Linked DNA regions of Mus musculus: regions 1, 2, 3 and 4 are each linked to region 5. Evidence: chromatin contacts called from public Hi-C and HiChIP or PLAC-seq data. All regions are on one chromosome and are shown on one strand. Each heading gives the region's core, a stretch centred on a gene start, on an enhancer-like site or on the middle of the called end of the contact. The rest is flanking DNA. Distances are from core to core; before and after follow the strand shown. Region 1 holds the start of Itga6 (integrin alpha 6). Region 2 has its middle 29 kb from the start of Gm36909. Region 3 overlaps Gm36857 (a long non-coding RNA gene). Region 4 overlaps Itga6 (integrin alpha 6). Region 5 has its middle 20 kb from the start of Platr26.

What was found. Hi-C and Micro-C count contacts between places; a contact is called where the count stands out from the background. HiChIP or PLAC-seq counts read pairs in DNA pulled down with a chosen protein or histone mark.
Region 1: an HNF4G HiChIP or PLAC-seq map of pancreatic cancer cells shows a contact between it and region 5. The contact joins the promoter of Itga6 here to the enhancer-like site in region 5. A contact is called at or near these places in 6 of 484 Hi-C or Micro-C datasets (Sertoli cells, bone marrow-derived macrophages, embryonic fibroblasts and 2 more), 12 of 115 datasets of contacts at active chromatin or transcription factors (the 230-238 cell line, the SCID.adh cell line, bone marrow-derived macrophages and 6 more) and 2 of 9 other capture datasets (adipose tissue and liver).
Region 2: a contact with region 5 is called in a Hi-C map of bone marrow-derived macrophages, with 1.9 times the contacts expected there. The contact joins two enhancer-like sites. A contact is called at or near these places in 8 of 484 Hi-C or Micro-C datasets (bone marrow-derived macrophages, cerebral cortex, conventional type 1 dendritic cells and 3 more), 6 of 115 datasets of contacts at active chromatin or transcription factors (embryonic fibroblasts, embryonic stem cells and pancreatic cancer cells) and 1 of 9 other capture datasets (embryonic stem cells).
Region 3: a contact with region 5 is called in an HNF4G HiChIP or PLAC-seq map of pancreatic cancer cells. The contact joins two enhancer-like sites. A contact is called at or near these places in 1 of 15 datasets of contacts at CTCF or cohesin (embryonic stem cells), 11 of 484 Hi-C or Micro-C datasets (Sertoli cells, bone marrow-derived macrophages, embryonic stem cells and 5 more), 7 of 115 datasets of contacts at active chromatin or transcription factors (the 230-238 cell line, bone marrow-derived macrophages, embryonic stem cells and 1 more) and 1 of 9 other capture datasets (embryonic stem cells).
Region 4: a contact with region 5 is called in a FOXA1 HiChIP or PLAC-seq map of pancreatic cancer cells. The contact joins two enhancer-like sites. A contact is called at or near these places in 7 of 484 Hi-C or Micro-C datasets (the N1E-115 cell line, bone marrow-derived macrophages, colorectal tumor organoids and 2 more), 6 of 115 datasets of contacts at active chromatin or transcription factors (acute myeloid leukemia, embryonic stem cells, kidney and 2 more) and 2 of 9 other capture datasets (adipose tissue and embryonic stem cells).

What each region holds. Positions count from the first base shown.
Region 1 is chr2:71,782,735-71,788,799 of GRCm38.p6, reverse strand. It overlaps Itga6 (integrin alpha 6), which reads right to left and starts at 1,861. Exons shown (of 26, transcript NM_008397.4): 1 at 1,480-1,861. The coding sequence starts at 1,661.
Region 2 is chr2:71,623,704-71,629,167 of GRCm38.p6, reverse strand. No RefSeq gene overlaps it. Among named protein-coding and RNA genes, the nearest start is that of Gm36909, 29 kb to the left of the region's middle. Within about 2 kb of position 1,612, at least 82 of the 459 cell types and tissues checked have an H3K27ac peak or open chromatin away from gene starts, as enhancers often do. A contact at or near this core is called in bone marrow-derived macrophages, embryonic fibroblasts and pancreatic cancer cells, where this site is marked.
Region 3 is chr2:71,592,024-71,597,725 of GRCm38.p6, reverse strand. All of the region lies in intron 1 of Gm36857 (a long non-coding RNA gene), which reads right to left. Among named protein-coding and RNA genes, the nearest start is that of Gm36857, 3.5 kb to the right of the region's middle. Within about 2 kb of position 3,040, at least 76 of the 459 cell types and tissues checked have an H3K27ac peak or open chromatin away from gene starts, as enhancers often do. A contact at or near this core is called in bone marrow-derived macrophages and pancreatic cancer cells, where this site is marked.
Region 4 is chr2:71,810,340-71,816,282 of GRCm38.p6, reverse strand. The region is part of intron 1 of Itga6 (integrin alpha 6); the gene reads right to left. Among named protein-coding and RNA genes, the nearest start is that of Itga6, 26 kb to the right of the region's middle. Within about 2 kb of position 2,077, at least 203 of the 459 cell types and tissues checked have an H3K27ac peak or open chromatin away from gene starts, as enhancers often do. A contact at or near this core is called in the N1E-115 cell line, acute myeloid leukemia, adipose tissue and 2 more, where this site is marked.
Region 5 is chr2:71,696,228-71,702,130 of GRCm38.p6, reverse strand. No RefSeq gene overlaps it. Among named protein-coding and RNA genes, the nearest start is that of Platr26, 20 kb to the left of the region's middle. Within about 2 kb of position 2,965, at least 45 of the 459 cell types and tissues checked have an H3K27ac peak or open chromatin away from gene starts, as enhancers often do. A contact at or near this core is called in the N1E-115 cell line, acute myeloid leukemia, adipose tissue and 3 more, where this site is marked.

The DNA of each region.
Region 1 (6,065 bases), core at 612-3,111, 88 kb before region 5:
CCAGGAAGCCAATCTCTGTGGTCTGATACAGACAGAATGCTAAATAAAGGCAAAGAATGTTTTCCCTCTGTTGGCCCACAGTCACTTCTATACTAAGTTCAAATCCTCCATGGGTAAATGTATGTGTTTCTCGAATAGTGTTTGAGATTTGAAATGTCATCCTCTTGAGTTGACAAACAAACAAACAAACCCTCTCACTTCAGATTTACAGCTGACCAACAATTATTTTCGGGAGAATGCCACGCCTGCAGAGTCAGACCCCCTCCCTGCCCGGGACTATCCCACCCACAATAGACTTCTGCTTCACCTAGCAGGTGGTATCAGAAAAATCTGACCTTAAGATTTTGAAGTCCACAATATGCACAAACCCCAAAGTTGTTAAATATCCGAAAAGGGAGTTTTCTCCAGTTTAAAATAATTCTGGCCTCTCCTTTCCCCTTGGCTGCACTCTGTTCTCTCCGGTCTGCTGGTCCTGGAAGGACCTGGGTTCAACTCAAGACCTGGGCGGGGAGGAGGACCTTTTGTTGTGGGAATGAGCATGGATCAAGAATTTAACCCCACTGCGACTGGGCGACTAAGCTCCAGAAAATCTTCCCCAATCAAAGAACTGGGTCATGTGGGAGCCAACACTGTTTAAAAGGCAGAGCCAGTCGCTTTCTCCTGGAAGAAACACTTGGGAGGATGACTGTCACTTCCGAACCTTCTTTTCTAAGTCCCTCCTAGAAGGGGCACTTTGCTCTAACTCCTCCGTGAGGCCCACCCAGCACTGGGGCCGGAGGATCCTTGAGTGCTGCTGATCTATCAGGGAGCTGGGAGGGGGAGCTAGCACACCGACTCGAAGAAGCCTGTTTTCACAGCTGAGCTAGTCCTGAGGAACAGGTGCTTTTTAAGAAGCATGTTAAAGTATCTCCTGCAGGAGAGCCCACTCTGCAGGGAAAGTCATACGGGACAGCGAAAAGTGGCTTCCCAACTTCCACGCGGCGCGCGAACGAGGGAGGGGACCGGACGGTCGGAGAGTTGGAGAAAGGCCTGCATTTCCCTGGAAGACTTCCCGCAACCCTGTGTCCCATCACTGTCCCTAGTGCACACGTGAAGCTCAGCAAAGCGTGCCACCTGCCGGGGTCCCTGCAAACTAAGCCCGAAGTGGAGAACCGCGGAAAGCACTTCAGGGGAGGGGGAAAGTCAAGTATCCCGGGGCCGGGCCCGGGGTTTGTCCCTTCGGCTCTCCTCACTCCCGGGAGGCGCCGTGTGCAGGGCGCGGCGGGCCCGGATCTCTCAAGTCTTGGGCCGAAGAAGTGCGAGCGGGCAGGGCAGGGCAGGGCAGGGCAAGGTAGGGAAGGCCAGGGCAGAGCAGAGCCGAGCTGGGCTAGCCCACGGATAGGCTCTGGGCACGCGGGACGGGCGGCAGCAGGGCGCGCCCTCGTTCTCCCTGGCGCAGCGCGGCGCCCCGGTGGGGATGGGAAGAGTCGGGGAACTCACAGCCGCTTGTCCTCCGGCTGCAACTGCCAGTGCATGGCGAGCGAGAAGCCGAAGAGGCTCCCGGGATCCCCCGATTTCCGGATCACGTTGTCCTCGCGGGTGTCCAGGTTGAAGGCTGTACCCAGCCGGGCTAGAAGCCCCGCGGACAGGTAGAGCAGGCACAACTGGCCCGCGACCGCCATGGGCGCGCGCGGTGGGAGGGACCCGCGGAGCTGCTGCGGCCTCTGTGCGCGCGGGCTCGGGGCCGGGGCCGGGCTGCCTGGCGCGCCGCTGCGGCCACTTGGCCTCGGTCGCCCCTGCGCGCGGCCCCACCCCCGGCCGGCTCACGCTCACTGTGCGGCCGCTCCCCCACGCCCGCAGCTAGCTGCTGCTCAATGAGCCCGTTGTTCTCTGGAGACTCTCAAGCGTTTTATCGAGTGACCGGGACTCCGGCCCCGCCCCGCCCCGCCCCGCCCCTCCCGAGGCCCCGCCCGCCACACGCACCTTCCCTGCCGGCCCCGCCCCGCAGCGGCGCACCCGCCGCAGCCCTCCCACCTTCCCGCCACCTGCCCGGAAGCGTCCCGGAGCTTGGCAAGACTAGCCAGGCTTTTTTTCTACCTGTCACTGAACTGCGGGCCTCATAGGGCTGACTTGCAAAGACATCCGTTCTCCAAGGGTTCAAGACGCGCCTAAGTATGCCCAGCTCTTGGGGTTGGCTTGATGTTGCATACTCGCTGGCTCCCCAGGGACCCAAACGTCGAAAACGTTGCTGTGCTACTTAAAAACACACTGTTTCATTCAGGCCTAGGAAGCGGGCTTCTCTGTGCTGATGAGTTTTGGTTTTTTTTTTAAAAAAAAAAAAAAGAAAGAAAGAAAAGAAAAGAAAAGAAAAGAAAAGAAAAGAAAAGAAAAGAAAAAAGTCAACTCAGATTTTTGTGGGAAGATCTCTAGGTAGGGAACACTGAGTCCTTCTATCTTGGGCCCTGGAGTTTAGCTATTGTCCCCTTTTCTTACCCTAAGTTTCCTAGTCTAGTTAGAACTGCATAGATAGAGACAGCTAGAGGTCCGTGTGGGTGGCTTGAAGGCTTGAGTCTCGCGGGCATAGGGTGGGGCTTTCCAGCGAGGTGTTGGCTTTTGAGGCATGTTTATTTTAGGATAGAAAAACTTGCTTCAGGGACGCTCAGAACTTGGTTGAGAACAAACAATATACATTTTAGTGAACCATTTTTTATTATCCTCTGACATTTAGATTAGCATGTTTTCTCTTATGAATGTAGACAGTAAACCACAAAGGCAGGAGACTGTACCAACAACCCAATTATCAGTAGAAAATACTGTTTTATCCAGAAAAGTTGGTTGTTGCAGATGTTTCAAATTACAGTTGTTATTAGGTAGCTACTCTGCTAGATCTCGATGTATGTCAATAAAGAAGCAATTTATTACTATAGAAAAAAATGTTAACATTTTGACATATGTTAATATAATCGATTTTCTTCTTAAAAACATGTATGTTGTGCATAGGGTCTTGGTTTTCAGTAACTTACTGAACGGGCCTTGTTCTACCCTGTCTCCTATCGATGTAATTTAATATTTTAACCAAAAGCCACCTGAGGAGAAAAGAGTTTGTTTTATCTTACATTTCCAGATAATAGAACTCAGGACGGGAACCTGGAGCAGAGACCATGGATAAAAACTGCTTAGTGGTGTGCTCCCTCTAGTTGTGTTGAGCCAACTCTCTATACAAGTCAGGACCAACTGCCCAGAGCTGGGTAACAATCACAGTGGGCTGTACACTCCTGATGCTGGAAAGGGCCTTTCCATGGAACCTAACAGGCATGCATAGGAAATAGAAGCAGGGTGCAGTCCCAAGGGAGACCCAAAGCGTCCTTCTACATCTGTACCAAGAGAACAGCTGGAGCTACTCAGAGAAGCTATGTGAATATCACGTGTGGTCTTCACAGGTGGCAGCAGCTGCCAGAGTGAGTCCCCAGCAGATGTGCCACTTCCCAAACAACTAGTAATCTCACATCTTGCCCTGGGTGAGGTATAATGGATCTAAATGCACACGAGATCTTGAAGATCACACGGTTTGAACAAGCGCTTCTGAAGGACATTGAGAAACTGTTAGAAATGACTGTCTAGTGAGGTAGAAAATATCAGCAGTGTGATTTTTAGTGGGTGTCACTCACAACCGTTTTCTTCTTTCATGTATGGCAACCACTATCCCTGAAAGACAGGTCCAATTGATGATGGTTGGACATAAGGAACCTCAAGGTCATTGTTACCTTCTTGATTTCAATCCTCAAGTTGACATTTAAACATTTAATCGCAAGGTAGTTCTCAGCCAGGAGCCAGTGATGTAGCTGCCATGTTGCTGAAATACTTCTGAACTGGTTAAGAAAGCTGTGCTGAACAGCCAAACCCTGCGCATATGTCCCAGATCCATCAGATTCCACTCAAGTCCAAGCCCTGTACTGCAACTGCTCCCTCTGACCAGTCATGCTCAAGTCCTATTAGCCAATGGCCATTCTGAACATCCCTCCTCCTCCTAAGACTAATTCTAGGCTGTGGAGAACCCGTCATTCCCTTCCTTAGACATATTGGCAAATAATACATGAATGGTCATTGTTACCTTCTTGATTTCAATCCTCAAGTTGACATTTAAATTACAGTAAATTAAATTTAAATATTACAAATGCACAGTGCAAATCGAATGGTACTTGTAGAGATGAAATCTGGTCTGAAGAAGGCTGAGACGCTTGTTCTGGAATATGCCCGTACTGGGTAAGAAACTATCAGTTGTTGTGCCTGTCTGTCTTCCACCTGTTTCCTGCCTAGGAAGCCAAACATCCCTGGTGTTGAGTCAAACTCTCAGACTCCTAACAGAATCTCTTGGAAGATTGTCATTGCTTCCTATGGAAATCTGGCCTTGAACTCCATAGATAGTTGAAGATGACCTTGAACTCATTATCCTCTTGACTCCACCACCAAGTACTTCAGTTACAGGTGTGTGTCTGTGTCACTAATTCCCATTTTTTCTTTCTTGTCTGTCTGTCTGTCTGTCTGGTTGGTTTTGGTTTTGAAGATAGGGTTTCTCTATGTAACCCTGGCTGTCCTGGAACTCAGCCTGTAGACCAGGTCTATAGACCTCAAATTCAGAGGTCAAAATCCTGCCTCTCTGATCCCAGTAACCCCAAGTGCTGGGATTGAAGGCGTGTGCCACCACTACCTGGTTTATTCTCTGTTTTTTAGTCTGTTTGAGACTCAGTTATCATTTCCATTCCAAGACTGAGCTGCATATTTTACAGAAGCGTATTATAACGTGGAGGTTAAAAGGTTGGTCTGTACCCACTGAGGCTATTGCAGTCTCTGGGGCCGATGATGAAAGGAACTGAGACCCTTAAAAATTATGAGATAAACACAGAGGGAGGGAAGCCCACAGTTTTCCTGGGAAAATGATGAGACAGAAAGATCTGCCACTGGTTGCTAATTGATGTAGGGGTGCCCAGCCCACCGTGGATGCTACCAACCCCAGGCAGGTTGTCCTGTGGTATATATAGAGCTGACTGAGAGAAGAGGCAGAGATAGAAAGAGATAAATAGGTGTATGGATGGAGAGAGTGGTGTAAGAATTCAAACCTGGTGATACAAGCTTACTGACCACCCAAGTCAGAGTCTGTGTATGTGTACGTGCATGCATGTGTCTGTGTACACGCCTATAGAAAACATACACATTGCAAGAAGAGGCTTTGTAAATTTAGTTACCTGGGAAAACTACTGTATTTAAATGAAGACTTAGGAAGATTCCCATGAGTTGGAGGCCAACCTGGGCTACCTAGCATAAACCTGTCTCAACCTCTCCTTTTCTCTAAAAAGGCTTAGAAAACAAAAGGAAATCTGAGAGTCTAATTATACTATCTCAGAAGAAACTTTCACATCCCGGAAATCTTCACTGCAAAGGCAGTGAGAGCTATGAGCAGAGATGTTCACTCGAACGAAGATTTTGGAGTTCTTAGTTTTATTGGTGTCTTAGTTTTACCCGTATACTTGACAAATAAAAATGTTATTTATTTAATATCTCACCATTAGTAGGGGAATTTTCAAGTATTTTTAAAGTACTGGTCACCCAAAGAGAAGGACAAAGAAGTTGTGCCATATCCAATATAGTTTCTGTTTCCTGGGAACTGGAATCACTCTGCTATTAGAGAATATCCTATATGCTGCTTTTCTGCAGCATAGAAATTCTTCCACGTCAGTGAAACATTTTAACCCAGGCTTACATTTCCTGGGAACCCTTCAAAGAGAGGTCGTGTGTCAGAGGTTAGCCCGGTCTGCGGGACCTTGTCCTTGCCTCACATCCTGCCTCTGCCTTATAACCATGGGGCTGTTTCATTTTCTCAACTGTGCAGTGGGAATGACCTGCCTCCCCAGGACCTCGCTGTAGAAGGGATTAACCGAGTTGATAAAGCATAATATGTCCATAATGTCGCACTAGAGCCACCCTCCACTCAGGCTCAGGCTTGCCCATGAGCTTTCAGGAGCTAGGCATCCTGACCCCTGTTATAGTCTTATGAATGAAAAGTGGACATTGAATGGTTTCAAATGAGG
Region 2 (5,464 bases), core at 363-2,862, 72 kb after region 5:
AACTAAAGCGTCTGCCAGTGTCACTGTAAAGTTTTTCACTGTCAGCTTCCAACTCCTATGTGCTTGTTTGGCCCTGGAAAACTCGATTTCCTCTCTCTACTCTCTAGTCCTCAGGCCCTTCCCCCAAATCTCCACACCCGGGTCCCACCAACCGCTTCCAAGAGGCAGGACTCTCTCTCCTTCAAGGAAGAAGTACTGTTTTATTCCTGGTACAAAGACCTTCAGTTCCAGGGGTGTCCTGCTGGCGCCGGAATGTCTGCTGGGCTGCCAGTTTCTCAAAAAATTCACTGGCCTTCTGCTCTCCCCTCTTCCCATTTGGGGATGACCCCTTACAGAGGCGGTAAGTTTCCCAAGGAGCAGAAAAAAAAAATGTTCGCTGGGGCTTTCCATCCTGAGTTTCCCACAATGACCTGAAAACCCTAACAGTTGGATCTTCCCCCACGCAGCAGCCAGGCCCATTCATAGGTACTTAGCTGCTATTCCTATACAAATGGCATTCGAAACTGCCACACTCTTTTCCAGATCCCCAAAACAGGTAATCACAGTCTAGCCTAGTATTTGTGTGCCAAATTCAAATCTACAGACAAGAGCCGATAGCATTTTGTACACTACAATACTACCCACCTTATATTGGAGTCCAAGTTAAAAATGTAAATTTTTTTCACACACCAATTTCTAAGGTGTTTGCTCCACTCAACTATGAAGCCATAAAATAGATTCTCAAGACCTCTTCTTAATCCCATTTTAGGCTGATGATGACACGTTCTAAAATGACCAATCATAGCTTTAAAAAAAAGATTTATTTATTTATTATTTATTTGTGTGAGCAAACTGTCGCTGTACAGATGGTTGTGAGCCTTCATGTGGTTGTTAGGAATTGAAATTTTTAGGATCTCTGCTCGCTCGCTCTGGTAACTCTACTCGCTCCGGCCCAAAGATTTATTATTATACATAAGTACACTGTAGCTGACTTCAGACACACCAGAAAAGGGTATCAAACCTCTTTATAGGTGGTTTGAGCCACCATGTGGTTGCTGGGATTTGAACTCAGGACCTTCAGAAGAGCAGTCAGTGCTCTTACCCGCTGAGTTATCTTGCCAGCCCCTGACCAATCGTATTTTTTATGAAGTAACCTTAAGTTTCATCTCCTAATTTGCAATTCAAGAAAATGTATATATTAATAGCACTTTACAATTCTTTGTCACTTTACTTTTAACCAAAATAAATAAATAAATAAATAAATAAATAAATAAATAAATAAAGATAATCACTCAAAAAAAATTAACCCTGGACTTAGCAACCCCTGGTTGATTTTGGAATATTAATTAAGAGTCTGAAGGAAAAACGGATGATATGAATGGGAGCTCTGCTCTACTTCCTAAAAAGTGCTCTGAGAATTCAAGAGACTTTAGTTTCTCAGGATTCTTGAGAATTATGTCCACCACCCCCGCATTCCCCAACACTGGGACAGCAGTGCAGATCCACAGCGGACTGCACTTCCTGAACAAGCATTATTTCATCAGTTGCAAGTTGACGACGCCAAGGCAGCGTACAGTCGCTCAGATGCAGCAAGCCCAAGGGTGCATTAAGCTGGTTAAGTGGCTGCTGGCCCAGCCCGGGTGCTGTCTGTCTCCTGGCAGTCATAATGCCACAGGCAGCAGAGAGGGAAGTGTCTCTGTGCATGCTAACAAGCTGGCTGGAAGGAGGCTAGGCTTCTTACTTACCTCAGTACCACATTAGGCTGGGGAAATACAAACCGGGCACCATGCAAATATTTACCTTCAGGGACCTTTGAGAGACCTCTGGGGGAAGGAAAATAAATCTGAACACGTATTTACTCATAATGACTCCCGATAGTGCCATCCGAATACAAGCCGAGCATTTCATTAAGCAGGCATCTTCAATGGCTGCTGGGCTGTGTAAATACATTATAAATAAAGCCACAGATCCGCTAGGCTGGCAGGATGGAGGTGCGGTGTTTGGATACATGAGCCTTGTCTCCCAATAAATCCCTTTTCTAAAGGGACAGAAAGCAAGGAGTTTGCCAGAGGATTGCATTTCTCCTTCTAATGGGGTCGTTTAGAGAGAATCCTCTAGTCTGAAAGTATGCATACACGCTCACTTGTACAGCCTGGTGATCGCGAAGGATGTGAACAGGGTTTGATTTGGAACTCTCCACTCGGACTGATTTACCCAAGAAAAGCACTCGGATCAGTTAAGACCAAGGGCATCTATTGAACAGGATGAAAAATGACTTTCGAAAGATGTGTCCTTATCAGGCTGCTGCAGCAAAGCTATTGTGGGGTTCTCAGTCAGACCCTCAGAAGGAAAAGGGCATGACCTCTGCCTCAGTACATCCGTGGTGCCCTGCTCCGTCCCAGGCAATGCCGATGATGCCGAGAACAGGGCTTGCCTCGGAAAAGCCCCCAGCTTCTTATACAAATGCTCCTTCCACACAGCGATTTGCCACAAGGAAGTGGCTCTCCAGGCTAAAGATTCTTCGTGTCATTAGTCTCCCCTTCTCCTCCCAACTCACCAAAGGCGGCTGGGCAGGGCAATGACTCAGGAGGGAGCGGCCAGCCATGCCTTAAAAAACACAAGTGTTCTCTTAAGTCTGTCTGTTGGACTCATAAACCTACTAGTCACCAAGGGAGAGGAGTGAGCCAAAGCGGGGATGGGCATGCCGACACGAACTGGGGGCAAGGTGAGAGAGGAGAGGCACAAACAGGAGAGCCACTGCTGTCCCTGAAGTTGGCGTAGTAAACCTCCGAGGTTTACTAAGAGCCTAACTGCCTCTCCATGCTTCTCCGGAACCTTCTACCACATCTGCCTCCAGTAAAACCCAAGTCCCACAGACACGCCTGTCTGAGGTACATCATACAATGTAACAGGTTCTCCAGGAGACATGAATAATGGGAGCAGCAAGGAACTCAGATCTGAGCAAAGAACCAGGATCAATAATTCAAGGGTCACGCAGAGGGTGGGCGAGGTCAAACCCCAATGTCTCCCAGGCTGGAAGAATTCCTTCTGCAGATGATGGGCCCTTTATGTATGGAATCTATTCTGGCCAATGTCTTGACAAGACATTGTTCTGAGGGAACACCACCTAGTACTGTCAGGAAATACTGAGCGTGCAGGTACTGGTAACTGTTCTGTTCTCTCAGAGCCTAAGGCCCTTCACCTTCCACCATTTTAGAGAGGCTGTGGTAATGGCTTGCACAGAAAGACCTCACAGTGACTCCCATTCTGACCTCTGCTTGTCCCCCACTTGTCACTGTTGCTGCTCACTTGCAGCCATGCTGATGTGACTGGACTAGGATGGCTGGGAAAATGGATGGGGGAGGGACACGGGGTGGGGGGGGGGAACGACTCCTTGAGAGCCCCAACATTCAATCACACGTTCCCCAGCCTGGAGGGCTCCCAGCAATGGCACTCCCATTAGCATGATTTCCAGCTAGCTTATTAACCAAACCCCACTGCTTCTGGCTTGCATTCAGGCCCTGATACAAAGGAATAAGTAAAAGCTGTTTTCTCCACAGCGGTATCTCGCCTCCTTGGCAGGTGGCAGAGGGTGATGTATAGAAGAGCTGGCATCTCCTCCTCCTCCTCCTTGGAAAGAAATTCAGCACACAACACCCCTGTCAGCCATCCCACCAGCCAGCTGACTCTCTGGGGGCAGCGGCAAAGCTGGCTCCAGCTGCCTTGACTAGGAACAATCCCCATGTGACTGAGGACTCTGTACTGGCTCTGCCCTCTCCTGGAGTCCCAATTCCCACCCAGGCGACCTCTGCCTCTATGCACCAAGCTCCCAAATTCTCCTCCCTCATCCTTCTGTGTAATCAATTCCTGTAAAATGTCATTGGAACTTTCAAGTACTGCCTTTCTAAAAGCCCATTAGTTTCATTAAAGCTGCCCTATCCTCCGCCTCTCTTTCCTTCATTGTAATACATACATCAGCATATTCTACTGGATGCAGAGCTATTGCCATGCTAACAGAGCCTTTCTTCTAAATGCTGAAGCTTCTGGAATAGCTTCTGTGTCTCTCCGTTCTTCTATCTGTGTTCCCACAGAAACAAAATTTGATGGCATCCACAGGGAGCAGTTGATAACACTGAGCTCCAACATCTGGTCCATCCGTGGCTCCTAATGTTATTATACAGAGGTCTGGGCTGCAACCTGACCAGGGATCTTGCTGGAGCTAGGTTGGCAGAGAAAGCACACTGCACTTTCTGAGACAATGTTACCATTGAGAGGTTTTTAAGAGGGAGGTATGAAACCAGAAAGAGTATCAAGTGCCTACCCTACCTTAGTGCACAGCCACTGATCAGGGTGCTGAGAAAGCCCAGGAGCGTCAAATGTCCCCATTTGCATTAGCACAAGGCAAGGTTGAAGGGATGCACTTGGCCATGTGGGTGGCACAGAGTAAACAGTTGATAGACAGTAAGCAACATCATTAATTCAGTGTGCGCCAAATAACATTCTCTGTACAAGACTCAAATCGCCTCTCTCATTTGCCTTCAGCACAGTCCTGGGAGGTAGTGCCACTTTCAACCCCATTTTAAAGACAAAGAAAGAAACAGAGTCCCAGATCTGTGGTCCCATAACCAGCAAGTACTGGCTGCAAGCTTTAAAGCCAAGTCAATTTGACTGCAAAGTGTCGCTTTTCACAATTAGCCCCATGAGCATCCTAGCATTTGCAGCCTAATTCTAACTGGGATCACCAAAGCTCCATAGAATAAGGGATTGTGAGATTTAGCCGAAACAAAACAATACCCCAACTAGATTCAAATTTTGGATAAGGAACAACTCTTAAAACACATCCCATGCAATATTTACTAATAATTATGCTAAAATATCATTTCTTTATGTGGCACTTAGACTCATACTTAGACTCATAGCCAACGTCTCATATTTTGCCTGGGACCCCTAATGTAGCACCACTCCCATAAAAACCCAGCCAGATAGTGTAGGTTAGAAACTCACAGGAGTGATGACTGAATTTACCCAAGCCAGCTCCAAAGTAAGACCCAGAGGCTCTGTGCTGTTTGATTGTTGTTGTTGTTGTATGTATCTTTTGACACAATATTTAGAAAATATCTCCACCACTCTGGACTGTAGGCAGATCTATAGGGCTTTTTTTTTTTTTTTAACTGATGTGGGAGGGCCCAGCCCACTGTGAGTAGTATCACCCCTGTACAGATGTTCCTAAATTGTATTTAAAAAGCAAGCTAAAAAAGCCAGAAGGTGCTAGAGAGATGGCTCAGCGGTTAAGAGCACTGACTGCTCTTCCAGAGGTCCTGAGTTCAATTCCCAGCAACCACATTGTGGCTCAAACCATCTGGAATGGGATCAGATGCCCTCTTCTGGTGGGTCTGAAGACAGCGATAGGGTACTCATATACAATAAATAAATAAGCAAACAAGTAAGTAAATAAGTAAATAAATAAATCTTTGCAGGGGGAGGG
Region 3 (5,702 bases), core at 1,791-4,290, 100 kb after region 5:
CCATAGTTACTTGCTTTTTTTATTCTGAGTCTTAACCCAGCTCAAGCTGGTTTCGAACCCTCTTTATAGCTGAGGTTTATAGCTGGCCTTGAACTCTGACTTTCTTCCTCACACACCCCAAGCTCTGGGGTTGCATAGCCACCATGTCCATCTTTTTCAGAAGGTGACTTTTAAAAAACACAAACAAGCCAGGCATAATTGCCACACTGGTAATATCCCAGCCTTCAGAAGCTGAGACAAGAAGGCAGTTGGGAGTTCAAGAGCAGCCTGTGTTGCTATAAAGCACGTTCCAGGCTACCCTGAGACATGCCATGAAAGCCTATCTCAGAAAGACAACAAAGGAGCTAGAGAGACAGCTCAGTGGTTAAGAGCATTGGCTGCTCTTGCAGAGGACCCAGGTTCAATTCCCAGAACCTATAAGGCAGCTCACATTTATCTGTAACTCCCATTCCAGCAAATCTAATGCTCTGTTCTGGCCTCCACAGGCAACAGGCACATATACTCATATTTGGTACACATATATACATGCAGGCAGAACATTCATAAACATAAAATAAAAATAAATCACAGGGGAAGTGGGATCAACAAAGGAAGAAAACAATAACCTTGAGTACCACCATTGCTCTCTGGTGCCCACCCTGGGCGGGGTGGGTAGTTCAGAGTGACTTCTCATTAATCCAGGCAGGTCTCAGTGTACACTCCTGGGGTTTTAGGGACCATTCACTAAAGTAAGACAGGACATCTTACTCCTCTTAAATAGCAAGTACTGAGTGTAAGACCTGCCGTCAGGCCCTCCTTGGAGAATCAGCCGGATGTATCCCTGACTCTGATGAAGAGCAGCAGCCAAACTTTATCTGGACAACTAGGAGGGCCAGCTTCGATGTGAGAAGCTGCTGTCATACTCATGGAGAATCTCTACTCCACAACGATGCTACTTATCCTGAATACCAAGTGTCTGAGTACACACAAGGTGAGTGTCTCACATCTTACCCTGGCATCTAGCCCTTACTACACTGGCAAAGGCTGGGGTTTCCCTCAAAATAACAATAACTGATACAGCCATTTGTCTAGAGCGCCTCTAATCAGTCACAGCCAAGAAGACACTCTGAGAAGGCAGCCTTCATCATTAGCCAGCCTCATCTTTATGAGAACCTCAGGTACACTTAACACAAGCTAAGATAGCTACCCAGATGCTCTGACACTACAGGGCCACCATCGCTTGTGTGGTCTGCGCAGGCCATGCCTGTGATTGCAGCTTAACAATCAAGATATATCAGCCATTTCTGTCTTTGTCTCTTCTTTCGTTTAGGGGTAAGGAGGGGCCTGGAGTGGTAGGATTTTATTGTCTTTTGTTAAACTAATTAATGAAATTAATTTTAATTATATATATTTGTGAGGTCTCAATACACGAATAGGCTATGTATTGATCAAATAAAGGTAGCTAGTGTTTCTTCTCTTTCTCCTTACTTTGCATACGGTGCCTTCAAGCTTCTCTCCATCAACCTCCTCTCTGTCGGTTGTTTCTAAAATAATAGATTTTCACGTAGACTGTTAAGCGGATACACAGAATCATGATCACTGGCAGATGAGAGAAGAGGGGATGGGAAGTTGAGGAATGGGTACCCAAACACAGAATTAATAACGTCTACAAATTCCACCATTAGTAAAGTGGATGGAAACAAAGGACGTAAATAATAAACCAGATGCAGAATGTCAGGATTGTCCAACGGAGACAAACAAGGTTATAAACCAGCAAGCCCCTAACCAGCGGCACGTTCGAATCACCTGGGGAGCTTTTACAAAACATTAATATTAAGGTTTTACCTCAGAAGCCTGACTCAATGGTCTATAGTGGTACCCAGGCAGGATTTGTAAAGAGCTTTGTTGAGATGTATTTTGGATACCATCAAATTCACCGTTCTAAGTTGAATGGTATTTTAGTAAGGACATGCCTGTGCCTTCAGCATTCTGATCGTCCAGCCTGGCTCCCACTGTTCCCTCCAGATGCCCCAAGGATGATGTGTGGTTTTCTCACTTTTTAAAGATTTGTTTTAAACCATTTTAGTTATGAGTACAGCTGCCCAATGAGGTAGAGGCATCAGCTATCCGTGGAGTTGGAATTAATTATAGGCAGCATGAGGGGCACCCTGAGAATGAAATTCCAGTCCCCTGCAAGAGCATCCTGTGTCTGCATCTCTAAGCTATCTCTACATTTTCCATTTTTGACTCCCAGCGCCAATCATCACTGTGGTCCATGTCTAATCTGCAAATTCCAAGTACCAGTGTTTTCTAAAAACTACCTAGTAAGAAAGGGGGTTTTGTGTGCAGCGTCTGGCTACAAGTGACCATTCTGGACACCTGAGAGCTAAGATTCTTAATCTTGCCTCACAAGCTTTAGTCATTTTCTGTGAGAATATTTCTCTGTAAAGAAAGACCTCTAGTTTTTATATCAAACATTCTTGGCGGAAATAAAATGAATTTTAGAGCAGCCAGCTTTACTAGAATATGAAATGAAAGACGTCTGTACACATAGCCACACCCCTAGTAAAGACGAAGTGTGCATTTCTACACAGGCTTTAGGGATACAGAGCTCTTTTGTTCTGTGGTAAAATTTAAAAGTCTGAAGTACTACCTTCAAAGTCAATTTTATTGCCTTAAAAATTAACAAAAAGCACATTTACCTCAGATTGAAAATCATGGTGATTACTGCACTATTGTCTTTGGATGTTCAAGATGCCCTCGGGGGAAAGATCCAGAGAAGCACTGAGTATTTTATTGTTATGTCACATAAACACGGACCCAAGAACACATCACCGCAGGAGTCCTGGGAAAGCAATCACGTACTAGTGACCATGGAGAGTTGATGTTCTCTCGCCATTTGCGGCATGCAGGGCAAGCAAGCACTTGTGAGAGGGTGAGCCCAGGGGAGCAAGAATGAACTTGAAAGATTTCACAGAAACATCAGCCCCAGAGGGCTACAGACATGTGAGCAAACCACAGCCAGAGGCTGCCAGTGACTCAGAGATTTCTCAACAAGAAATCTTCCTTCCTCCATGGGCCTGAGCAGCCAGCCGCAGCCAGCAGCTGCCATCGGCACAGCCAGGGCTTGCGAAGTGTTATGGGGTGCAGCTGGAACGTGACCCCACCCAGATCACTCCCTAAAATTGCAAGGCTTTAAAACAGTGCCCCCAGCCAAGAAGGTGCCATCCAGGGTTCCGCCCAGAAATTCTCCAGCAACAAGGTTGTCAGCACTGGAGACAGGGTTCTGAGGCAAAGTGGCCTTTGACTGTGAATAGGGGGGAAAAAATAACAACAGCAATAAAGAAAAACCCTAGATTTTAGTCAAGTCCAAATCTACACTCTGGCTTGGAACCCTCAGCTTTTGCAGAGATGCTGAGGATAAACACTAAGCTATCCTCCACCACCACCACCACCTGTAATTATCAACCGGTAGTCTCTCTAAATTCTTCATCCATGGGAAAACTTCAAATGAGTTTGAAAGGGGGAAAAAAAAAGTCTCCCAAGAAGACTGAATACATGCTGCAGCCTGCTCTCCCCTCCTCCAAATCATAGGAGAACAGAGAAGACAGAGAACCTCAGAGAAATGACAGAAGGAAAACTCCCAGAGCAAAGAGTACTGTCAACTGTAGACATGAGGGAAAATTTTTAAGGATAGAGAAAGGCAACCTCTGTAGCCAGAAACAGTGAAGGACACACAACAGATGTACTCAGATGAATGAGCCCAAAACAAGCAGGAGAGATCAGTTGTATAGTTGTATAATGGGATGTCTCCAAGGACCTCTAGATTCAAAAAAAGGACAGTGTGGGGCAGTGGGCGGGGGGAAGCATACAGAACAGAAGGTTCTAAGGCACTCACCATCAGAGATGGCTAAGACACTAAAGTACAGCATACAAAAAAGTGGTCTTACACACACACATATACATACAAACACACACACACACACACACATCATAGGAACACACATATACTGAGCAGAACAGACAACAAGCCCCAGAGGCAACCACACCCTGAATCTGGCCTCATCCAGGAGAAATAAAAGCATTTTTTCCTGACTCACACTGCCCAGCCCCACAGTTTCCCACCTCACCACTAAAGACAACTCATCTCCGTACTCATGGGGCCTCTCGTACCAGAAGAAAACACAGACTCAAAGACCACCAAGCATCGAGAACACTGTGACCGAGATGCACCACATGCTACCAAGACAAGAGCAACCCTGCTGGGCAGTGGTGACCCACACCTTTAATCCCTGCACTCGGGAGGCAGGGGCAGGTGGATCTCTGTGAGTTTGAGGTCAGCCTGGTCTACCGAGTGAATCTAGGACAGCCAGGGCTACACAGAGAAACCCTGTCTCGCAAAAGCAAAGCAACAACAGCAACAACACCTCACAAGAGTGACCCTCAAAACCAAAGTCATCAGAGACTCATTCAACAGATTTGCCTGCAGAATAGACACAACCAAAGAAAAACTCGAAGCTGACGGGAAGGGAGAGAAGTTCTCTCAGAGTGAGGAGCAGGGAAGAGGGCCTAGTGCATGACAAGGGCATGCATTTATGAGAGAGAATCTGGAAGAACTCCTAAAAGAAAGAAGAAAACTCTTGCTTTGCTTTGCTTTGCTTTGCTTTGCTCTGCTCTGCTCTGCTCTGCTCTGCTCTGCTCTGCTCTGCTCTGCTCTGCTCTGCTCTGCTTTGCTTTGGAGGGTGGGGAGGCTGGATCTCATGTAGCCCAGGCTAGCTTTGAACTCTCCAAGTCACTGTGTGGGCAGGGACAACCTTGAACTTCAGACCCCACCTACAAAGTTCTACAATTGTAGGCGTGCACCACCATAGCTAGCTTTAAAATTGAATATTTTAAAGAAGTGGAAAAACAAAACAAAACTTTGTGTTAAAAACCTAAAGAGAATGTATTCAAAAGCTGTCTTGCCAGAATAGTGACTATCAACAAAGACAGAGGAAGCCACACAGAAGTCTGGAGATGATGACGCAGTAGGTAATGTTATGAAGAATACATGAGTGGAGCTTACAATTCAGATTAGGGCAGGCCCAGGAGTTGACAAGAGTTGGAGAGATGGCCTAGTGGTTAGGAGTGTGTACTGCTCTTGCAAAGGACTGGAGATCTGTTCCCAACACCAACTTCTCCTGCTCACAAGTGCCTGGAAGTCTAGCTGTAGAGCTCTGAAGCACAGATCAGTGAAGCTGAAGATGGGTCAACAGAGAGCATACATTTTGAGAAGAAAACATGTGGGAAATTTTTAAGAAACTGTAGACAATATGGTAGTGGACAAACTGGCCTTCAGCTGATTAAATACTTTGTGTTTCATTTTTTGTTTTGTTTTGTTTTTGAGACAGGGCCTCACTACGTAGCTCTGGCTTTCCAGGAACTCACTTTGTAGCCCAGGCTGGTTTCAAACTTGTGACCTTCCCTTCTCAGCATCGTAAGCCGTAGGACTAGGATGTGTGTCACCATGCCCATCTGAATGCCCTTCACGCCACTGAAAAACACATTTCAAACTGGCTAAACCAGCGAACTTCATGTTACTTATATTTGACCACAATGTAAAATTAAGACTGTTTGTTTTAACCATAGCAGAAGCTTGGTGTGGAGCAATGGGCCTAGCCTACCTAAGTGCCTCAGACTGTGGGGGTGGGAGGGAGAGTGGGAGGCTGGCTGGCTACATCTTC
Region 4 (5,943 bases), core at 828-3,327, 120 kb before region 5:
AGTAGGTACACATCTGTTTCCAACGCTGCCTCCCCCCCCCCCCCCCCCCCCCCAGGTACTGTACTGGCTGGTTTTGTGTGTCAACTTGACACAAGCTGGAGTTATCACAGAGAAAGGAGCTTCCCTTGAGGAAATGCCTCCATAAGATCCAGCTGTAAGGCATTTTCTCAATTAGTGATCAAGGGGGAAAGGCCCCTTGTGGGTGGTGCCATCTCTGGGCTGGTAGTCTTGGGTTCTATAAGAGAGCAGGCAGAATAAACCAGGGGAAGCAAGCCAGGAAGGAACATCCCTCCATGGCCTCTGCATCAGCTCCTGCTTCCTGACCTGCTTGAGTTCCAGTCCTGACTTCCTTGGTGATCAACAGCAGTATGGAAGTGTAAGCCGAATAAACCCTTTCCTCCCCAACTTGCTTCTTGGTCGTAATGTTTTGGGCAGGAATAGAAACCCTGACTAAGACAGGTATCCTCCAGGGAACACTTTGACTACACCTAGCTTTGCAACACTGTATCTACAGATTAAGAATCCAACTCTTGCCCATGTCACAATTAATCTCTTCCCTTTTTCTTTTTCTTCAGCTCTATTGAGGATATAGTTGACAAGGAGAATCTCCATCTATTTAAAGTGCAACACGTGATGTTCTGTCTCATGGGTACATGATACAAGCTCCCCCATATCAACCAGTCTCCCACAAAGGCTGAGAAATGAAGTGGCAGCTGTGGGTGGGACATTCCTCTTCTCTCCACCCCAGACTTTCCCCAAGGAGTGGCTCCTAATCCCAACTCATGATCGGCAGGCAGCGGAGAGCTTTCACTTCATTAGCAGAGGGGCTGGCTGGTCACGTGGTTTACAACCTCTAGGGTAAGAAACAAACAATACAAGAGACAGAAAGAAAGAACACACACCGGACCACACAGAGAAGTGGAAACCAGAGCTTTGAGGTATGGGCTGGAGATGGAAAGCCAGCTGGGAACAAACAATAAACCCTCTGAAGGGAGCAAAGTGCACTGGGAAGCCTGCAGGGTCAGGTGCAAAAGGAACAACAAAAACCAACGCTAGCTAACATCAGCAAAGTGCACTGGGAAGCCTGCAGGGTCAGGTGCAAAATGAACAACAAAAACCAACTCTAGCTAACATCCCCACTACCTCTTCCTTGCTGGGATGGATCCCAGTTAAAAAGTAAATACACTAACGGCTATGCTGCTGCAGGTGCAACAGGGGGAAGGGGATCACATCTGCCCAGGAGAAACAGGAGCATGACGATGGCTTCCATGGGGACAGTGGCTGCCCTTCCTACCAGACAGATAACCCATCTCCTCACCTGAGGCAGTTCGCACTGCCCACTTCTAGTTCCAAGTCTACATTGGAAATGATGAACCCGCACACACCAAAGCAACGGAACTGAAGTGGAGACTTAGGGAAGCAATTGCCCCCCGGGTCCCCAAATTTATCAATCAATAGGGGGTATAGAGAAGCCAGGGTGCAGGGGTCTGCATAGGCCCACCAGGTATCCAAGTAACACTGTCCCTGCAGGAGCTCACAATACCTGAGAGACGAGGTGGCCTAGAATGTGCAGAGAATGGGTTTTGATGCTTGGCAGATGTGGGATGGACCCTGTGCTGGGGTGGCTAGAGAAACAAACAATGAGCTGAACCATGAGTAAACAGAAGCTAAGGAGCCTGCACCCTCCCATTTGATAGGAAATCGAGGCCTTGACAGAGATTAATTATGAGGCCTCTGGACCTCACAGCCAGGTGCCAGGCAGGACAAAGATTACCTAGAAACAGTGTCCCTGTCCCTGCGTAATGAATGCTCCCCAAGAAACAAAACTGAACAACTAAAACGTTTAGCACAAAAGCCAGCCTATAACAATGACACACTGAAATAAAAACCACTGGCATACTGACAGATTTAAGTCTGACTCCCAGCAGGCGAAGGGAAAAAGAACCCAGGCCCAATGGTGGGTAAAGGTAACCAACTGCCAAGAGGAGACTCAAAGGGCAGCTCCGACAGCCTAGACAGCTTTCCCTCCTCTAACCACTTCCTCTTACACACACCCAAGGAGGCTGCTAAGGGTGGCAGGCTACTTCCTGTTTACCAAGCTCCTCCTACAGCCAATTACTGCTTCAACAAGTACTGCCCCAGGATGCATAAGGGACGGCCTCCCAGGTAGCTTCCATCTCCTAAAACTCCAGTGTGGCTCCACCTGATCCAGAAGTAGCTAGCTCAGAAAAGGACTGGGAGGGAGAGGGCAAGTGCTTTGTAGAGAGAGTGCTACCAGGAAATGACAGCAGAAGAGACCTAGGAGGGACAGCAGAGAACAGGCAAGACTGGCTTTGCTTCCAAGGGAGGAGCTAGAGCAGTGGGTCTCAACACTCCTAATGCCACCACCCTTTAGTACGGTTCCTCATGTTATGGTGACCCCCAACCATAACATTATCTTTGTTGCTACTTCATAACTGTAATTCTGCTACTGTTATGAAACATAATGTAAATATCTGATATTTGAACCTAGTGAAAGAAAGGGTTGTTTGACCCCTGAAGGGGTCACGACCCACAAGTTAAGAAGCACTGAGATAGCCGCCGTAGGAGACTGGAGTCTGGTGATTTGGTAAGTGGAGTTGAAGATGGACAGACAGCCTGGTGAGAAGACAGGCTCAGGGGAGAGAGGTAGGAGAGGAGGCCCGCAGAGCCTAAGGATGCAGCCATCTCTTGAGCCTTTCTGGGTCCCTACATGGGATAGGCACTTCAAAGGTTTCCAGCAACATGAACAAGCTGTGCAGAGGCTGGAGGGATGACTCAGTGGTTAGTGCACCTGCCTGTTCTTTCCCAGAGGAGCAAAGTTCGGAGTCCAGCATCATCAAGTCTAATGCCTATAACTCCAAAGCCCTTTTCTGGCTTCCGCGGGCGGGGGGGGGGGGGGGGGCGTGCACGCGGGCTCTCTCTCTCTCTCTCTCTCTCTCTCTCTCTCTCTCTCGCGCACGCACGCACACACACACACACACACACACACACACACACACGTTTAAACAATAACAGACTGTGGAGGTTACTCCATGCACAGCCACAGGTCTTCAGAGCCAAGGGCTTTCTCCAACCCTTCTCTCCTCCATCCCCGGTGGGGCACAGGCATTGGACAGAGAAGGAAGTGGCGGACTGCATAGAATAAAGGAAGGAGCCAGGTTGTCAGGCATAAAGACAATGTTAAGAGGCATACATCTATAAAGGATAATGCCAGTTGAAAGGGTGCCTACCCCAGACTCTGCCCACACGGCTTCTTAAGCATCCTGTTTCCATTTCAGATACCTTCTGGGAGGGAGGGAAGAGGATCCACACCGGCTGCAGGAGTGGGTGGCTACAAAAGGGAATGGCCTGCCAGCAGAGGGCGCCTGTTGCACCACTCTGCATTTCAAGGCTATACTGCGAGCTAATCCAATACAACGGCAGGTCCCAGAAACAGATGAATAAAGTCACCCCAACACTCAGCAACCATTGGGGACCCATTTCTCACAGTTACCCTGGTTCAGAGATTAGCAAAAAGGCTCTTAATCTCACTTGGAATCAGCTTTATATACAGTCACAGTCCATTAGTTCAAGCTATGTCTGTGAAGAACAAATAAATGAGCAAAACTAGACCAGTATGCAAACAAGGACACCGGGGACAACCGTCTACTTCTAATCTAAGTCATTTTAGGTCATGGTGTAGGTTAAATGCTAGGCACACATTGATTCTTGAGCTGCCAGGTGCTTGTAGGTTCTGGAAGAATAGCCCATTTCAACCAACCCCTCAAAACGCGTGCCAAAATCTGGCTTTTGTATAAATCCAAAGCTTCCTCCCGGTTCCTCACAGGAAGGGCTGGGCGCCTGGCTGCCCAGACGGGTTTAGTAAGGGAACCAGGTGCTCTGTGTGCATTACTGCTCTGTGGGCACCAAGTCAACTCCAAGGACCAGGGCTGCAGGTATGCCACTGTCTCTCTGCTGCTGCCATACTCTCAAGACTCTGTCTCTCTGTCTCTGTGTGTATGTCCCTCTCTCTCAGAGACATCTGTCTGTCTGTCTGTCTGTGTGTCTCTCTCCCTCTCCCAGAGACAGGGTTTCCCTGTGTAGTGCCAGGCTGTCCTAGAACTCAGAGCTCCACCTATCTCTGCCTGGGATGAAAGGTGTGTACCACCATGCTCATAAGTAGAAGCCTGAACTACAGCAGCAGCTCTGCACTCTACAGACAGGCTGGGGTGGGAGCGGGGAAGCGAGTCAGGCCTTGTAGGGGCAGGAGCAATGGAAACTAACAAGAGCAGCATCCAAAACCCTGTTCCCATATCAGGTCCAAAGGAGAGACTACAAACATGGGGCCAGTGTCTAGAGTTTGGCACTAGGAAAAGTCACTGTTCAAACTGCTTGCCTTAGAGCCACTAGACAGCGACTTCTACTAAGTTTTGTTATTTTTCCCGTGTTTTGGGGGGAGGGCAGGATTTCTGAGGCAGGAATTTCCTCTAATGCACCATCTTTCTTCCCTCAGCCTCCCAGGGCTGGATTAAAGTTGAGCCACCATGGCCACCTTCCACCGAGTTGCAAAGTTGTACTGGAGTAACTCCCTGAAGATTTCAACATATTGGAAAATATTTAAAGATAAGACGCAAGAGGCTGGAGAGATGGCTCAGTGGTTAAGCGCTGCTCTTCCAGAAGACCCCATGTTTGGTCCCAGGACCCACACTGGTAGCTCACAACTATCTGTAACTCCAGTTCTAGGGGATCCGAATCCTCTTCTAACCTGCACCGACACTAGGCACACACGGTACACACTGTACATGCAGACAAACAAACAACAAAATCCTTTAAAAAACCCTCAAAACCACAGCACCATCTTTAGCAAGAAATAAACTCTGTCACAGAGAAAGGCGATGTCAAAAAGCATGGTGGTCACTCAGAGTAAGACATAAACTGAGGTCTTCAAAGGAGACCACGTTTACAGGCTAAAGGCTCTGGATGCACTACCACAGTCTGAATAAGCTATCCTAGAATCCAGAGCGGGCCACTCCACCAGTCACTCATATTTGCACGTCTCCCCCGACAGCTGGCCTACTTCTGTATTAACTATTTCCATCAAGCGTCCTAAACACTGGCATTCTTCAAGCTTTAAAGACAATAGCAGCTTTGCTTCATTGTCTTAGGCAATAATTCATTTCCTTAAGGATTAAAGAGTGTGCCTCTAGCTACTCAACTCTGTCTCGGGAAATGTGAACTATTGCTTCATTAGAACAAGGCCACTATTATTGCTTAATTTAAAACACTGTCTTCTCAGCTCATTTGATTGAAGACCTGAAAAAGCAGGCCACAGCATTACCCAGAGAACTGTGTCGCTCTGACATCTAGAGCCATCTTCAAACTCAATATTTCATTTTTTTTTTTGTAAAATAAATAATAAAGGAAGGCAGGCAGGCAGGCAAGCAAGCAAGAACGAACAAACAAACTTAGGGTCGAAGTAATAGATTCTAAACTCATCCCAGGCTACAGAAATGGGCAACTCTTACTTTTATTCTAGATTTAACCTCTCTTTATTTATAGATTGTGATATTTATTTCTTGATTAGCCAATGTTGGCCCTATCATCAGAAGGGGAAGCCAACAAGACACTTGTTGCTTTGGGTTGTATTGGCTATGTTCCGTTTTAAATTCTTGAACTTCTATTTCCTTTCCAACATTTGATAAAAATCTCAGTTCCTTCAATGAGTGAGATGAAGGTGCAAGCATTCTGATATTCCTTCTTTCCAGACATTCCTCTTCATTTCCCAAGTCCTACTATGTGTTATCTTTCATTTACAATGAAACCAAGTCACCTTTTGGCAACCACAATTCGCTCATCTCTCTCTTTTTTTTTTTAACAGACCCAGATATTATTCAGTGTGAAGTATAAATTGAAGTGGAAATTTCTGGTTTCTTTGGAAACTCA
Region 5 (5,903 bases), core at 1,716-4,215:
GGTAGAGGGTTCTGACCTTAGCTCTGCCAAGTATTGGATATGTGGCCTTGGGCTAGCTAATTCACCCCCCTGGACCTTGTTTCCTCAAGTGTTAAGTTGTTTTGGGTAAACTTGTAATGGTTAGTCTTTGTTACCGATATTTGAATCACCTAGTAAACTCACCTCTGAGTTTGTCTATGAATCTGGGTGTGTCTGTAAATCTCAAGAAATTTAGCTAAAAATGGTAAGATTCTGAATATAGGCAGCTCCATCTCAGTGCCTTGAATCCCAAACGAGAGAGAGAGATAGACAGATAGATAGATGATAGACAGGGAGAGACAGAGAAAGAGGGGGGTGGGGGGGTGGGGGGGTGGGGGGCGAGGGTGAGAAAATTAGCCAACCAGTATTCATCACACTGTTGTTTCCTAACCACAGACAACAGATACAATGTTATCGATGGTCTTATAACCTCTTTGAGGGCACAATGTTACTTGTGGTTTCACAACCTCATTGCAAATACAATGTTACCTGCAGTCTCATGGCCTCATTGCAGACACAAAGTTACCTGCATCTCGCCACCTCATTGCAGACACAATGTTACTTGTGGTTTCACATCCTCATTACAGATACAATGCTACCTGCAGTCTCACCTCCTCATTGCAGACACAATGTTAGTGTGGTTTCACATTCTCATTGCAGATACAATGTTGCCTGAGGTCTCACATCCTCATTGTAGACACAGTGTTACCAGCAGTCTCACACCCTCATTGCCTTCTCCACCATGATGGACTGTTTCCTCAAATCGAGAATCAAAATAAGCACTTCTTTTCCTAAGTTGTTTCTTGTCTCAGCAATGAGAAATGTAGCTAATCTAACCATAAATCATCTTTAACACAGAATTAAATTGCCGATTGTGTTAAAGATGAGATAATGTTTATGATAATAATCAATGGGTTAGGCATTCAGCAGCTCTGATTTTGAGATGAGTTTTACAAAAGAAAAGTAGCTAACTTAAAAGTGGTATTGGGATGGGGAGCAAAGGAGTCCTGCTGGGTTACTTCTAATGACAGGGAGGGAAGGAAAATTGAGAGTCCTCACTTAAGGAGGAGAGCTGTCATTCCTTTGAGCCACCTTACCTTCATTGTAGACAATCTTTCCCTTTTTAGACATCCACATAGATAATCAGACTATTAGAATTTTCATTCATGTATCAAAATACCAGATGTAAACAACTTGAAGGAACAAAGATTTCTTTTGGCTCACAGCTTCAGATGGTTCTGCTCATGGTGGTAGAGCGGGTATAGTGGATAGAACACTGACATCATGGTGGCCAGGAAGTAAAGAGAGAAAATGTCTGTACTGGTGGCTTCCTCATTTTTTCTCTTTCATTCCATCCATGCTGGGCGCCTACAGGATGGTACTACTCATATGCAAGACAGGTTCTCTTTCCTAGACTAATTCTCAATTGAAAATATTCTCATGCAGAGATGTGATTCACTGATCTTCAAGGAAACTTTCAACTCAGTCAAGTTGGCCATTTAGGTTAATCATAATAAAAAATTACAATTCATGAAAAGATCATACAGATCTGTCTCTCTGTGTTTTGAGGCAGGATCTCTCTATTTACCCCCAGTCTGACTTAGAACTCCCTCTATAGCTCAGACTGGCCTTAAACGCATTATTCTCCTGTCTTAGCCTTTCTGTGCCCACAGGCCCTGCTCACATTTTGAAGTCAATAGACTTTTCATTCAAGAAAGCAAACCATTTTTCCAGAAGTATTTTTCATCTGTATAAATGAAAGACAATTGCCTGCTTACCCCACCTTCTGCATGTTTACCACTCTGAGGTTTTAACATTGTTTCCATTGTTCTGTTACAGAACCGTCCCACTGGAGCTATAAGAGATCTGATAATTTAGTCCAATTCCCTAATCTTAATGATGACTTAGGCTAAACAGATTAAATTACTTACTAATATTATGGAACTTTATTCAGGGTATTGCATAGTTAATAACGCTTTGAAATTAGAATACCTGAGAATACCCACTGAGACCCTCTTAAGATTGGGCTCGCAGACATTCCCTCATGGGAGTGGTGCTCATGGGGCTCAAAGACCCCTCAGCAAGGATATAAAATGGTTAACAATTGTGAAGTGAGACCTTTCTTCAGAGATCTAAATTTGGATGGACTCAGTCCTTGGTCCATTGTTAGTGCCTTATCTGGAGTGAATAAGCAAATATTTGTTCATGTCTCCTAGGAAAAGTTAACATACAAGAAAAGGGTCAGAATCAACGCATGACCTGGGCTCTCCATGCAGAATAAATGCCCTGTACTCATTCAGGTAACCCAGGAAAGATGTCCAATAAGTATCTGGCGCCCTCACCATGAGCAAAACTTCCATGTTCTCTCCATGTGAATTAGTCTGTTTTCAGTTGTTATAAGGAAGTAGCCAAGACTGGTGAATAGGAAAAGAGTTTTAGTTTTGCTTTGTTTTTGGTTTGTTTCTGTATAGTTCTGGAAGTTTAAAGGAATGATACTGGCTGGGCATTAGTGAAGCCCTTATGTTAAAGAAAACAATTACATGTTCTTTCTATCACTGGTTTGTGTGGTATAATAAAAACTCCCTCAAAATTACTATGGAGTCTGAGAAATAATAGTGCCAAGAGAGATTCAGGAAGGAAGGGTGTGCATGCTGGTGGAACTGAGAACAAGCACCATGCTGTGTGTGGTACAAATCTGGTAGTGATCCTGATATATGGTAATGAGTTTGGAAGGAATAGCTATCAATGGAGTCTACAGATGCACAAACCATTTTGAGAGGTATTATTATACATTTCAGCATGAAGTCAAACTGCATTGGGCCCTTTGGTTAAAGTAACTGAAACCATTTTAACTGAAATGAGTCATTTAGTGTACGGATATAGGAGCATGATGGCTCTCTTGGGACAGAAAGATTAGTCAGACAGTCCTGCGGAACTGACGCTTGTAACCAAATAGCCAGCAGGAGTTGATGTAGCTTCCTGCTGTTCGGCTCTTGCTCCTTCACACTGCCATCCTGAGGGGCCTCTACCCTGGCTTCTGTGCGTGCGTCTGCTCCTCTCAGCAGACTTGCTTACTTAGCCACCCACATAGCCTCCATCCTGGGTTGATCCGACCTTCATTTTAGCAATAAGTAAAACCTAATATTTTTCAGTGTTTCAAACTGGCATGAGAAAGGGCCCGATTGCCAGTGTTTGAGCCATTGTCTTCTTCTGCTCTCATTACCTATTCAGACATGAAAACTAGGATGCTGACAGTTACACACGCCAATTTGGCCATTCATGCTTGTCCAATGATTTTTGATAGACAATGGTGATTTCCAACTGACATAGGAACCCTAGCTTTCCCCAACTATCTCACGGTCAGGGTGCGAACACCAAGTCAGATCTCCTTCAGAAGTCTGTCATATATACAATCCTGTAAATGAGCAGGTACAAAAAAAAAAATGTCATAGCACCTGACCCTGTGAATTTACTGGAGTCACATCTCACACATCTGGCATGACGTGCAGAGTTTGCTGAGAGCAGAACTGATTGTAGTAGTCAGCTCAGCGTGCACAGCTGGCAACTGTCAGGACCTGGAAGGAGGAAGAATCCTTGTCCCTTACACCTCTCCAAAGGGGAAGCTGGTGAGACTGCTCTAGCACGGTCTCAGTGCTAGAGCAGAGGCGCCTTTACAATATTTGCAGCCAGTCTCTACACTGTGTCCCTATCAGTTCTCTCTGGTACCCCTTGTACTAACTAATGACTGTAATGGACACTCAAGAGACAACTCCCGTCACTTTAGTGTGTGTGGCTCTCACCAGTGTCCTTCAAATGCAATCACCAGGCCTTAGGCTGCATATAAAAATTAGCATATATACATATATGTATGAGCACAGATACACAGGCAAACACACACACACACACACACACACACACACACACACACACACACACATGGTGCAGTTGTGAGTTGGTGGCCAAAGGGCTACACCAGATAAAAATAGGCTTTAGAGGGCTGTCTTGGAAGCCTCTCTCCCTGCCCACACTGCAGCTGACATGTCACTAGCCAACCATGCCAGGAAAGGAATCTGGAATATTCTTTTTTTTTTTTTTTCTGGCTAAATTGCTGTTTGATTAATACAGGGATCCTGTTGCTAAGGAAAAAGAGCACAGAGTGAGTGAGCGGGCACTAGCTGATTTAACTCCACTCTCAACCTTTGTCTGAGTTTCCTTATCTACAAAACAAGGTCATCAATGCCCAGCCTGCCAACTTCTCCGAAGTTTTATGAGTATCCAGTGAAAACTCTTTGAAAACGAGAAGCCTTGTTCAAATAGAAGGCATCATTCTGTGTGTTTATATAAGAAACCTCGGGGCTACGGAACAGTGCAAACAACCAAACAGGAACATTCATTCTTCATCTGCACCAGATGAAAGTGTCATTTTCCCCTCATTAAGCATCCCATATGGCCCCTTCTCACCTGCAAGGCTAACTGGACACATACAGAGACCGGGGAGGGGTGTTATGTGGCACTATTACAGCTGGTTCTGTGTCAGGCACGGTGTCTCCCATGGTTGAACTCTCTTAATCTCCACAGAATTACCTGTGTGTGTGTGTGTGTGGGTGGGTGGGGGGGGACTGATTGGGCCACTAGTTGATGAAAGAAGCAGAGATTGAAGGTAGACAGCGCAGGCAAAGAGGAAGCAGAGATGGGACTTGGCTGTTCCCTGAACTCCTCTTCAGTTTCAAAATACTGTGGATGGTAGTCATTGTGTTGGTGGATGGAATTGCATCCCTCCTCCATACCCCGCACCAAAGGTATGTTGAAGTCCTTCCAGCTGCTGATGCTGTGACAGGAATCTTGACTGGAAAAGAAGTCTTTACAAAGGAAATCACATTCAGATAAAGGTTAGAGGTGCAGCCTGGTGGTAGAACATATATTTTATCTGCACAGGATCCTGGGCTTGATCTTCTATTTTTTTAATTTTATTTTTTCAAATATTTTACTTATTTATTTAGAATACTTATGTATTTAGAGTGTGTGTGTGTGTGTGTGTGTGTGTGTGTGTGTGTTTGTACATGTCTACATGCACACACTGGATTGATGCTAAGATGAAGTCACCCTAGGTTAGGGTAACTCCCACTTTATGACTCATATCCCTAGTAGAGGGAACTTTGGGGACTGGGGAACTATAGGACTATGGGGTAGAGTGCTCACTCAACTTGCTCAAAGCCCTGAGTGCATGGTAGTAAACACCTGTAATCCTAGCACTCAGGGTACGGAGGTGGGACAACCAGAAGTTCAAGATCAAGATATGGCTATAGATAGTCATATCTCAAGGCCAGCCTGAAATACATGAGATCTTGCCTCAAACAAGAGAAGTAGGTTCTGAAAGAACCACAGAGGACAGGGCCATGTGTGGGCAGATACTAACTAGAGTGCTTGACCTGAAAGCAAGGTACCTAGAGAAATGCTGGTACTTGCCAGAAGCTAGAAGAGGCCTGGAGTAGTTTACCTATCAGCCTCCAGAAGGGTCACTGCTGCTAGATCTTGGCTTCAGATTCTGGCCTTTCATTAGCTCACAGCCTCAGCTGCTATGGAAAGCTAAACACTGGCAAATATGAGAAGAGCCTGGTATGGTCTCTGCTCCCTCTACCAAGTGCATGGGACACTTGCTCTGGGAGCTACAGGGGACTCCGGAAAGCAGAGGTTTTGTCTGGGAAGGAGTGGACCTTTTTGTCTTCTCTACAGTGGTGATTCCGCCTTCAAAGAACAGTAATTGTTATTTAAAAAAAAAAAAATTGTAAAGTGGTCCCCAGGTGGAAAGGCAAAATCACCTGCTGTAAACAAAAATGAAACATATTAAGATTAAAAAGTATTTATCTGCCAGGCGTGGTGGCACA